2 separate regions of the Sus scrofa genome follow, and region 1 is linked to region 2. A link is a contact called in public HiChIP or PLAC-seq data. All regions are on one chromosome and are shown on one strand. The core of a region is the stretch at or near the end of the contact, and the rest is flanking DNA. Distances in the headings are between cores, read along the strand shown. Region 1 has its middle 80 kb from the start of USP24. Region 2 has its middle 240 kb from the start of USP24.

The links. HiChIP or PLAC-seq counts read pairs in DNA pulled down with a chosen protein or histone mark.
Region 1: an H3K27ac HiChIP or PLAC-seq map of skeletal muscle shows a contact between it and region 2. The contact joins two enhancer-like sites. A contact is called at or near these places in 1 of 47 Hi-C or Micro-C datasets (retroperitoneal adipose tissue) and 1 of 2 datasets of contacts at active chromatin or transcription factors (skeletal muscle).

Annotation. Positions count from the first base shown.
Region 1 is chr6:157,137,223-157,142,972 of Sscrofa11.1, reverse strand. No RefSeq gene overlaps it. Among named protein-coding and RNA genes, the nearest start is that of USP24, 80 kb to the left of the region's middle. Within about 2 kb of position 2,997, at least 1 of the 83 cell types and tissues checked has an H3K27ac peak or open chromatin away from gene starts, as enhancers often do. A contact at or near this core is called in skeletal muscle, where this site is marked.
Region 2 is chr6:156,981,064-156,985,964 of Sscrofa11.1, reverse strand. No RefSeq gene overlaps it. Among named protein-coding and RNA genes, the nearest start is that of USP24, 240 kb to the left of the region's middle. Within about 2 kb of position 2,809, at least 17 of the 83 cell types and tissues checked have an H3K27ac peak or open chromatin away from gene starts, as enhancers often do. A contact at or near this core is called in skeletal muscle, where this site is marked.

The DNA.
Region 1 (5,750 bases), core at 1,748-4,247, 160 kb before region 2:
CCCTGCTCTGCTTCTCAACAAGGAGGCTACTGTTGAGGGCACTGGGCTCCAGAGAGGAGACGGTACCAGCTGAGGTCCACAGTGAGCCACAGACAGACCTGGGCTGGACCCTTGGCCTCCTGGTCCTCCTCCAAGCATTTTTCTCACTATGCACTTTTTCTTTTGCTTGGTCAGGGGCACCCTTAATTCTGTAAAAACAAAATCCACAATTTCCTTTCTAACCAAAGATAACTCATTCTACCTTGGGGTGTCACAAATACAAATACAAACTGACGGGGAGCCTGGCGATGTGCTCTCCCAGATGGGAATACAGGCTGGCCCTTGCCCTGGTGTCTGCCTTTTCAGGGCTTCTGGTGGTTATGAAATGATTGTTATAGCAACCTGGGTGGTGGTCATGGTAGGGGAGGGGAGGGGCCTCCCAGCAGGTTCTGCAATGGTGGCCAGATCTGAGGGATGCACTGGACATCTCAGGGACGCCCTGAGCTTGCCAGCCTGGGGCCCTAAGTCATCCTAACCCAACAAGAGCAGGTCAGTGTTGAGGCTTCTCCTACAGGCTTAGCCTTGGAGCCTCTGAGCCATTCTGACTTGGTGCAGGTCCAGCTTCCTGGCCTCAGCTTTCTCACCTTGGTGGGCATGGAAGGAGTGAGTGAGGAGAAGTAAGGATTGGGAGTTTGGGATTAGCCAATGCAAATTATTATATATAGGATGGATAAAGAACAAAGTCCTACTGTATAACACAGGAAACTATATTCAATATCCTGTGCTAAATCATAGTGGAAAAGAAAGTGAAAAAGAATATATACATATATATGTATGTATGTATGTATAACTGAAGCACTTTTCTATACAAACTGGAATGAGCTTGGGGTCACCTGTGTGCCTTAGGATGATGGCAAGACCTCATGTTTAATTGTGAGTTTATAAGCTGTCCAGAATGGTTGTAAGTGCTTCCTATGGGGTAGCCTATTTAATCCTTCCAATAGCCCTAGTAGGCAAGTGTTGCTTTGAATATCTGTAGCACACAGATGAGGAAACTGAGGCACACAGGGCACCTCCCACAGCCAAGAAGTAGCTGAGTCAGGTTTCAAACCCAAGCAGCATGATTTCAGAGGCTGTGGACTTCATTAGATAGGCTGGGGTTGCAGCTCTCTACTGGCTGGGTCCCATACATCTGGGCTTTTGCCTCAGATTTCCTGATCTGTACCTCAAATCCTTGATGAGTTTAAGACTTTCTAGATTATCCAGGACTCTTAATTGCATGTGTCAGAAACTCAAATTGATTTAAGCATCAAAGGAACTGGGTTGGCTTCCTTCACTGAAAAGTCCAGGGGTTGTGTTGAATTAGAGCATGACTGAAAGTAGGTGCTCTGCTGATCAAGGCAGGATTTTCCTGCTTTTTCGTACTCTATGCTCCTTTGTATTTGCTGCTTTCTCAGGCAGGCGCTTACCGAGTAAGGAAGGAGAGCCACAAGCAGCTCCTGGCTGGTGCCTCTCATGCCAGTTTTAGGAGGAGGTTCCAGCTTTAAGAAAAGCCTTCATGCGGACTCTCATTTGTACCAACTCCCGTCATGCGCCCATCCTGAGCTGATCACCAGGAAAGGACCGTTCCCTCCTCGGTCCCCACTGGCAGAAGTGAATCCCTGAGTTGGGATGGAGCTGCGGCAGCCCTCTTTGAACCACTTGGACCTGGAGAGTTGAAGGTGGAGGGGCCAGCTCTGTCCCTCCCAGCTCACCTGGCCTGTGGCAGAGTGCTCAATCAAGAAGGTCAAGGAAGAATCTGTGTATCAGTCAGGAAATAGATGGCTCAACTAGGATACATCAAGAAGCGAGTAAGTGAACCCTTCATGGTGGAATGGCGGGTAAGGCGATCACAAGGGATGTTGCAGAACCTTGAAGCCAGTAACAGAGGGGCTTCTTCACCATCCCTAGTCCCGAAGGGGTGAGGAGAGTTGATAGCTGGATCAAGAACAGAGGGCTATATGGGAGGGCCCCCCTCCGACAGCAGCTGGACCTGTAGGGGAGGGATTCAGCCAGCTTGTGGTGACTAGAAATTCAGTGCTGGGGGAACAAATACCCCAACCTCTCTTTTCTCTTCCTCTAATCTCCGGATCATATTTCCCATTGTCACCATGAGGGCAAGGACACCCAGTGATGTAATTTATATAAGTCAGCCAGCAGGGACAGAGAGCCAAGGACAGAAAGTTGGTGAGTGGTGGAAGGGACACGGGCTCTGCTGACATATTGGCATGTGACCTTGTTTCTACCTTGAGGTTATTGGGGATGGGAGTATTTATTTAGCATAGAGGAAAAAGGGCTAGCATGCTATCCTGGTCTATTGTTAGCACAGACCACTGGCTGTCCCAGACTGAGTGAAGGCTGTGGGTGGGAGAAGAGAGCGAACCCACTCAGGTCCAAAGCAAACCAAACATTTTAAAGTAGAGTCCACATTAGTGAATAGATTTTGCCTTTTGGAGGAGGTGGGGTTGGAGCAGAGGGGTTAGACATCCATAGGCACTTCCTAGTGGTCTTTAAAAGTGCAGGCTCCCCGAGTTCAAAATCTAACTGCAAGTTTGGGAGAGTTACTTAAACTGTGCCTCAGTTTCTTCATCTCTAAAATGGGGATCATACTATTGTAATGGCACAGATTAAATAAAACATTCTAGGCTCTTAGAATAGTCTAATACATAGTAAAGGCTCAATATTTGTTAGTTATTATTATTGGCAAGAGCACTAAATAGAGAGTCTTCAGATATATACCAGTCACGGTCCATTATGACTAACTTTGTGATCTGGGGGCAAGCCACTTTTCCTCTTAGGCTTTGGCTTTCTCTTCTCTAAAGTTAAGAGCTGGGATTCAAGGTTCTGAAGATACATTTTGGCTAGAAAACTCTAAACTCTGCAAGTCCCACATCCATCATAGATTTTGCAAAGGCGACCCAAGGGGAAATGTGTTTCCAGGGCCCATCTGACTCCTGCCAGAGAGCTCAGGTTTCTCCCCCTCCCATCAGCTGGAGGAGTTCCCAGTAAGGGCAGACCAATAAAGCTCCTCCCCGCAGGTGTCTCAGGGCTGTGTGCTCATCTCTTTTTGATGGCCTCCACCTGCAGGAGATCTGGAAGCTGCCAGGAGGAGGGGCTGGCCCTTTGTGGCTTGTCCTTGGGGCAAATCACTCACTTCTGAAGGTCTCCCTGAGGCCTGCAGCCCACCCTGGGGAGGACCCTGAGCTGACTCCGGGAGGTGTGGACCTCTGGGAGGCTGTTACACCATCCTTGGCTGGGTAGGATGGCCTGAGGCTGGTTGTGCTCTGAAATCCCACCCTGGGGTTCTCCACTGCCAGCATGATCTCAAGTGGCTTGAACTCAGGAAATTTGCCTTCCAAGTCTCTCTTTTCCTGCTTCGTCTTTGTGTTTCATCTATTCCTTTCTCTCAATAAAATGTAAGCCCCTTAGCCTGGCTGTGGACCCTGGCTCTGCTGCCTCCCAGAACTCCTTTTGATGCCTCTGCAGCACTGGCTCTCTGAGCTCCAGCTACTCTGGGGCCTCAGTTCCTTGGTTATGCCAAGCGTTTCACATCTCAGAGGCTTGGCACAGGCTGTTCCCAGCCTGAAACACCTTTCCATCCCTTTTCTCTTTAGTCAACTCCTTTCCATCCCTTAGATCTCAGCCTAAAGCTCATCTCCTCCTTGGACCCTCCACTGACACCTGTGATTACCAGTGGTTATGGGTTTGGAGGATGTTCCCAACACCTGTTTTCCCCACAGGACCGGGAAGGCAGGACTGCTTCTGTCCAGGTCACGCGGGCTTCTCTGTGCCTGGGACTCGGTCACTATTTGTAATGCATCGATCCTTCTCTAATTGTGGTTGCTTTTCTTCTTTTTCTTTCTTTTTTCTCCCCTTCTTCTCTTTCTAAAATGCAAACCTCATGATGTTAGTCACCTACTATAGATTGTCTGGCTTTCCCACCTTCCTGGATAAAATGTTGATTTACAAGGCTCATCAGGTCCTTGTCCTCTTCCTGACCCTGTCCCCACAAGGCCAGGGATTGAACCCATGTCTTCATGGATATTAGCTGGGTTTGTTACCGCTGAGCCATGACAGGAACTCCCTAAGCTATTTATGACTATTATTATTATTATTATTAGGGCTACACCAGTGGCATATGGAAGTTCCCAAGCTAGGGGCTGAATTGCAGCTGTCAGCATACACCACAGCCACAGCAATGCCAGATCGAAGCCTCATCAGCGAGCTACACCACAGCTCACAGCAATGCTGGATCCTTAACCTACTGTTCGGGACCAGGGATCGAACCTCTGGATGCTAGTCGAGTTCATTACTCATGAGCCACAATGGGCACTCCTGTTCAAGCTATTTAAAATCAAGTCTTCTGTTATTTTTAACTGAAAACATTTTAACTGACTTGCTGCTTATGTGTTCTTGGGCAAGTGACTTATTCTTGCTAAACTGTAGTGTCTTTATCTGTAAAAGGAGATGCTAGTCTTTCTGCACATCTGTACATTGGGGTTCTTGGAAAATAAGTGAATTAATTTACTTGTAAAGAGGGCAGAGCTGCATAAATGGAAGGGGTTGGCATTGGTCCCTGTTAGGGGGCGGGAGATGGCTTCTTCTTCCTCTTCTCTTCCTCCTTTATTATTTGACCAAGTGGTAGGTTTAAACATTACAATGTATATAATGAGGTTCCACAAAGCAGGAGGCTGAGTTTCACTCAGCTGCTTTCTCTCCAAACTGCAAAGCCCAGAAGCACACAGGAAAGTTAAGCTCTGCCTTGTGTCATAATATCTTTACTACCCTGGTCACAAATTATTTTTTATTCCCCTGAATTAAACTTTTAAAGGAATGAGAAAAAAAAAAAAAAACCTGTTGAGTGATATAAGGTAAGAATTTCCCATCCAGAGTTCCCATTGTGGTTCAGTGGTAGTGAACTCAACTAGTATCCATGAGGATGTGGGTTCGATCTCTGGCCTCACTCAGTGGGTTAAAGATCCAGAGTTGCTGTGAGCTGTGGGTCGCAGATGAAGCTCGGATCCCACGTTGCTGTGGCCGTGGTATAGGCCAGCCTAGCCTGGGAACTTCTACATGCCGAGGGTGTGGCCCAAAACACACACACACACACAAACACACACACACACAACAAGAATTTCCCACCTATTTCTTCCTCCCATCTGCTCACTCATACTGCCCACCGCACTCCCCCAAACCAGCCACTCTTGCTGGTTTCTTGTTTTTTTGTTTTTTTTTTTTTTTTTTGCCTGGAGGTGTTTTATGTACCTGTAAGCACAGAGCACACAAACATAGGTACTATTCCCCCACCGTTCTGCACTTTAGTTTTTCACTTGGCACTCTATTGCGAGGTTTTTCCTTAACAGCACATAGCTGACTTATTCTTTTTCTTTTGTAGTATCACAATATTTCATTCAATTTGTTTATTCTGTTCCTCATTTATGGTCCCTAGGATATTTCTAATATTTTATTATTACAAACACTGTTGTAATGAATAACCCCATGATAAGTCTGGTTTAACTATAGGAAAAAAAATTTCAGAAGCGGAATTGTTGGGGCAAAGGATATATGCATTTGTAGTATACTGAAAAGTAGCCCACTTCAATCTTAAGTGCTGCCTCAGGCCCAAAGGAAAAAGATGTTATATTTCCTTCTTTTATCTACTCGTACCTGTTCCCAGTATCATTCTGGGCCAATCTGTCCCCTATTCTTTACTCCGCAAACATTTATTGTGG
Region 2 (4,901 bases), core at 1,560-4,059:
GGGAACTATGTGTAGTCACTTATGATGGAGCATGATAATGTGAGAAAAAAGAATGTGTACATGTATGTGTAACTGCGTCACCATGCTGTACAGTAAGAAAAAACTGTATTGGGGAAATAACTGTTAAAAAATAATAATAAAAATATTTTCTCAAAAATAAAAGTAAAATAAAAAAAGAAATGCAAATGCATTTCTCGACACTTAGAGAAAAAGAAGAAATAATTCTCTTACTGAATTATTCACAAGCTTTCAGAGCCATAAATGAAAACCATGGAAGCTTCCCATTCTACATTCTCCTCCCACCACACACAAACACCCCCCCCCCCATATATACACATACACTTCCTTTCGCTCAGAACCCCTCTGCCCTTCATGCAGTTGGTAAAGAATGAACAGCCAGTGGGAAATTAGAAGTGAGAGGGTACCAGTTACATGTCTTTTACATTCTAAGTTCCTGGAGCCAAGACCAAAGCCACATATTGACAAGGGTAGGGCATGCCTCTGACAGAAGCCTCCTGCAAGGGTTCTAGAATGCTGATTCATCTTCTTGTGCAATGAAGACCTCTCCATAGAGAAAGGAAGGGAAGGGAAGCCAAGGAGAGCGCTTGCTTAGAAGCACTTACTATATATCAAGCTGTAGATATGCTGTTTCATTTAATGTGGACAGTAATCCCGTGGGGTAGATATTATCATCTGCTGCTTGCAGACGAGGTGAATAGTTCGAGAGGTTGAATGGTTTTTCCAAGTTATGACAGCTGATATATGAAGAATTTTATTTGGCAGGTGCTGGAATATAGGTATAGGCATCTACCTTGAGACACCCTCTTCTGAGATCCCATCCCAGGGCTAGAAAAAGGAAAGAAATGTGGAAACTCTGATGTAAGCTATTTTTCTCTTTTTAGCATTTCTGATGCAATTTCAAGCTTGGTTTCCCAGAGTACAGGGGTGATGGTTATCATTTTTTCACATGTAGAGCACTTTACAAATTGACAGATATTTTACCCTCCCTCCTGCTTTTCCCTTTCTCTTCCTTTCTTTGACAGCAGCTCCACGCTCTATCCCATGAGCTCTCTGGCTCTGGTTTCATCTTTAAAATGGGCATAATGACTTGTGCGCTACCCATGAAGGCTTTTAGGAGATCAAGGAAGACACCAGCTCTGCTCCCTCTATTACTTGATCTTTTGGCATTCGCAGCTTAGCAAAATTATACATAAACAACTATTTGTGGAATCATGGGTTTATCACCTCTCTCTCCTGCAGAGAGTTCATAGGTCTGGTTTAGCACGCTCTCTCCAGCATTTATATTCTCGAGATCTTAGCTGCAGAACTAGAACTTAAATCTGAGTGTAAGGATTGCAGCTAGGAGGTGGGTGGAAAAGGGAAATGACACATTTAAAATGATAAAAAAATATGAGAAGTAGACATTGTTTGAATTCAGCTGTATGCTAATGAATATCTGTGAACCCAGCTCACAAAGCCAGTGCCAGGGCAGGTTGCCCACACCTGCTCTAGTGGGTGGGGGTTGGGAAGATGTCATGCTGACTCAACAGTCCCTGGTTTGGCCGGGAGTACAGAGAAGTGCAAAGACCATGGCACATGGAGCCTGAAAGTCACATGAATCATTCCCTCAAGTTTTGTTTCATTGGCAGATTTCACTGGAATGCTTTCTGTTTTTTTCTATGTGACTAGCAGCATTGAGAAATCTTGGTTTGAAGGAAATCACTGGTGGTCAGTGGGCTCTCTGCCTGGCTATTCCCATCCAAGGAATAGCATGGTTAAGGCTAATCAGACAGCGATGGCCACAGCTCTCCATGGCCCACTGGACGATTCTGAGGAGGCTAGGTTGATGGTCCAGCTAAATTTTGCCAAGGAATCTAGCAAATTCTCTTATGATGACTTGGAACACTGTTCGTGGAATGCTCTTGATCTGGTAATTCAGCTTCTTAGCTCCTGTAGGAAATGTGACCAGTTTGGTGTGATTCCCTTTGATCAATCACCTTCTTTTTTATGCCACAGATAGTGGTATGAGAATCTAATCTGTAATTATTCATAGGATTGTTTTCAGATAATTTCATCACTAACATATACTAAGCATCTGGTGAGAGCCAGGCACTCGGTTGCTCCCATTATCTAATTTAATGCTTCCAGGGATCCTCCCTGGTAAACACTGTCCTTGCTCCCATTTTGAAGATGAGAAAATTGAGGCTTAGAAAGGTTTTGAGGGATGTCAAGGTCACATGGCTTTCTAGTATTTGACATTTTTGTGGAAGATCCAGGGATGAAAGCTGTCATCCTGGAAGAGTGAGGGAAAGGAAACTATGTATCTTAGCAACCATGTGCCAGGCACCTGCTGAGTGCTTGACAAATTTCATGGCATCTAAAGTTCACAGCACGCCTGGGAAGGGGTGCTGTTAGCATTTCCATTTTAGAGAGGGCTCAAGGTCAAGGAGCTAGTGAGCGGAGGCAAGTTTGGAGCTCTGGTTTTATGCCACAAAGCCTGTTCTTCTAGTCACCACATAGAGCTGCCCCATAGCAAGTGTGCAGGAGAAGCTGGAGCATCCGACCAAGGACCAGGGATGCTGGTGAGCCTGGGAACTGCAGGATGCAGGTGGGTGTGGCTGCCCCAAACCCTGGGTGTCATGACCAGTCAGTGTCTGCAAGCTTCCTCCTATTGTCTGCCTGCTGTTCCAGAGCTTTCAATTTTGTGTTCCTTCTTAGCTAAAAATAAGGTTTTGTTTGCATGCAGGGCAAAGGCCCTGGGACCCTCCTGAGAAAATCCGCAGAGGAAACAGGACACGGATCGGACTGCGAAGGCAGGGACGTCACTCCTCAGCTCTGAGAGGCTGGAAGCACGGAGCGGGAAGTGGCACTTCCCCTGTGTTTTTATGTTTAGCCGGGGTTTAATTAATAACCGGCAAACAAGTCTATAATTAACTCGATTTCCCTTTGGCCAGCCGAGGGAATAATAATAAGGCTCCTTTTTAAAGTCCACGGCATTGCTGGAAGGATGGGAGGGAAATCAGGCTTCCAGCACTGCCTGCCCAATAATGAGAGCCCTGCCTCGCATTCCTGGCTCCCTTCCTCCCTCCCCCCCGCACATTGTATTATCTGTACCAGATGTTGCATTAAAAGAAAAATTACTATACTTCAGGGCTCAAATTATATGTGCCTGATTTATTGCCTTGCCTCAGTTTTAAATGCTACCTTGCAGAACGCTGATAAATGATAGCTTATTATTTTGCAGGGTGCTGAGGTTGATGAAGATATCAAGGGCAGGAAGGGGTTAACTCTTTCCAGGCTGGAACCTTTTGGCTGGCCATTTGGCCCACCTTCTGAACGTTGCACATCTCCCCATACCCACCCCACCAAACCTATACTGTCTGGGCTGTTTTTATTTCTCATCTCTAAAGTGACACGCTCAAGGCTCTGTCTTGGCTCCCGAGATACTGAGGCATCTTGTGCATCAAAGATGAAGTACCCCTTTTAAGCATGACATTCAAAACTTGTCTCTGACTTCCTTTTCCAGCCCCCTATTAGTCTTCTTCCCACATGCTCTGCCCCCAGAGTCCTGAATGATCTGGCCTGTGCCTGCCTCGCCAGCTTCATTTCTTGCCCCTCTGTCCCACTGGCCTTCTTCCAGGTCCTTGAACGTCCAGACTCCTTCACGCAGCAGGAACTTTGCATGTGCCTCCCCCTCTGTCTGGAGCTCTTGCCCATCCATCCTTCATTTGGGCAGCCCATCTATCTTGTCTCTTGTCTCAGCATGAATGTCACTTTTCCACCCGTGATACTTCTTAGATGAGTATACACTTTCCATAATGTATACTCATTTGCCTATTTGCGTGATTATTTGCCTATTTCCTTGACTGCATTATAAGCACCATAAGGCCAGGAACTGAACCGGTTTACCACTGAAACTCTAGAACGTAATACAAAGCCAGGCGCAGATGCACAACATTTTTTAACTGAATGACTGTCTAGGGGAATAGCCAAGTTGCCTGTCTGCCCCATCCCTCACCCTGCTGAATACCCTGATTTTGATTATTTCTGCTTCCGAAATGAAGTTTTTCACCTATTTCTGGAACCACCTTCCCCTTCACAAGAGCTCTGTCATTTACTAACTCTGTCACTTTGGAAGCGTTACTTGACCTCCCTGGGCCTCAGTTTTCCCCATACGTGAAATGGGATAACAGTAGACTAGCTTCATCCAGTGGTTGTACACATTCAGTGAGTTAGGCTATTAAGGTACTTGGAAGTGTGCTTGGCTCATGGAAGGTACTGTGTAAAATGTTTCAAGGAAAACATTTAGTGATAAATACATGTTTCCTATGTTGTGACTTTAATTTGGGCCTTTGCTCTGGCTCTGCTTCCTCTAGCCACACACTTTGGCTGTGACTTTGCCTTTCTCAGCATCCATGGCCTCAGAATGGGCACAGGTCAACCAACAGGGTGACTGACCCAGACCTGGGGAGGCTGCTCAAGGCGATTTATGCCTGAGCTGGTTCTAAGAAAATGGAGACGACTTTGCCAGTGCCAAACTGGGCCATACTGTCCCATGCAGAAGGAAGAGCATGAAGAAGACCAAAGGAGCTGGAGAACTAGGTGTATTGGGACCACGGCTCACATTGGGTCCCAGCGTGGTTGGAGCAGAGAGTGCAGAGAGGCGGAGGAGCCCAGGCCTCAGAGGACTTCGCATGTCATGCTGAGGAGTGCGCTTGTAGCTTAGGGGCAGCAGCTGATATCTTTAGGAGAAGAGTGCCATGGTCATGTCCAGATGCCATAGAGGGCAGTCTGGGCCAACAGCAGTGGTCATGGGCCTGTGAGACAAGAAGGGGAGCCGTTTAGTGCCTGTGGAGATTGGTCAGGGTTGTAGGAATCCTTCTCTGGGAACCACATGGACT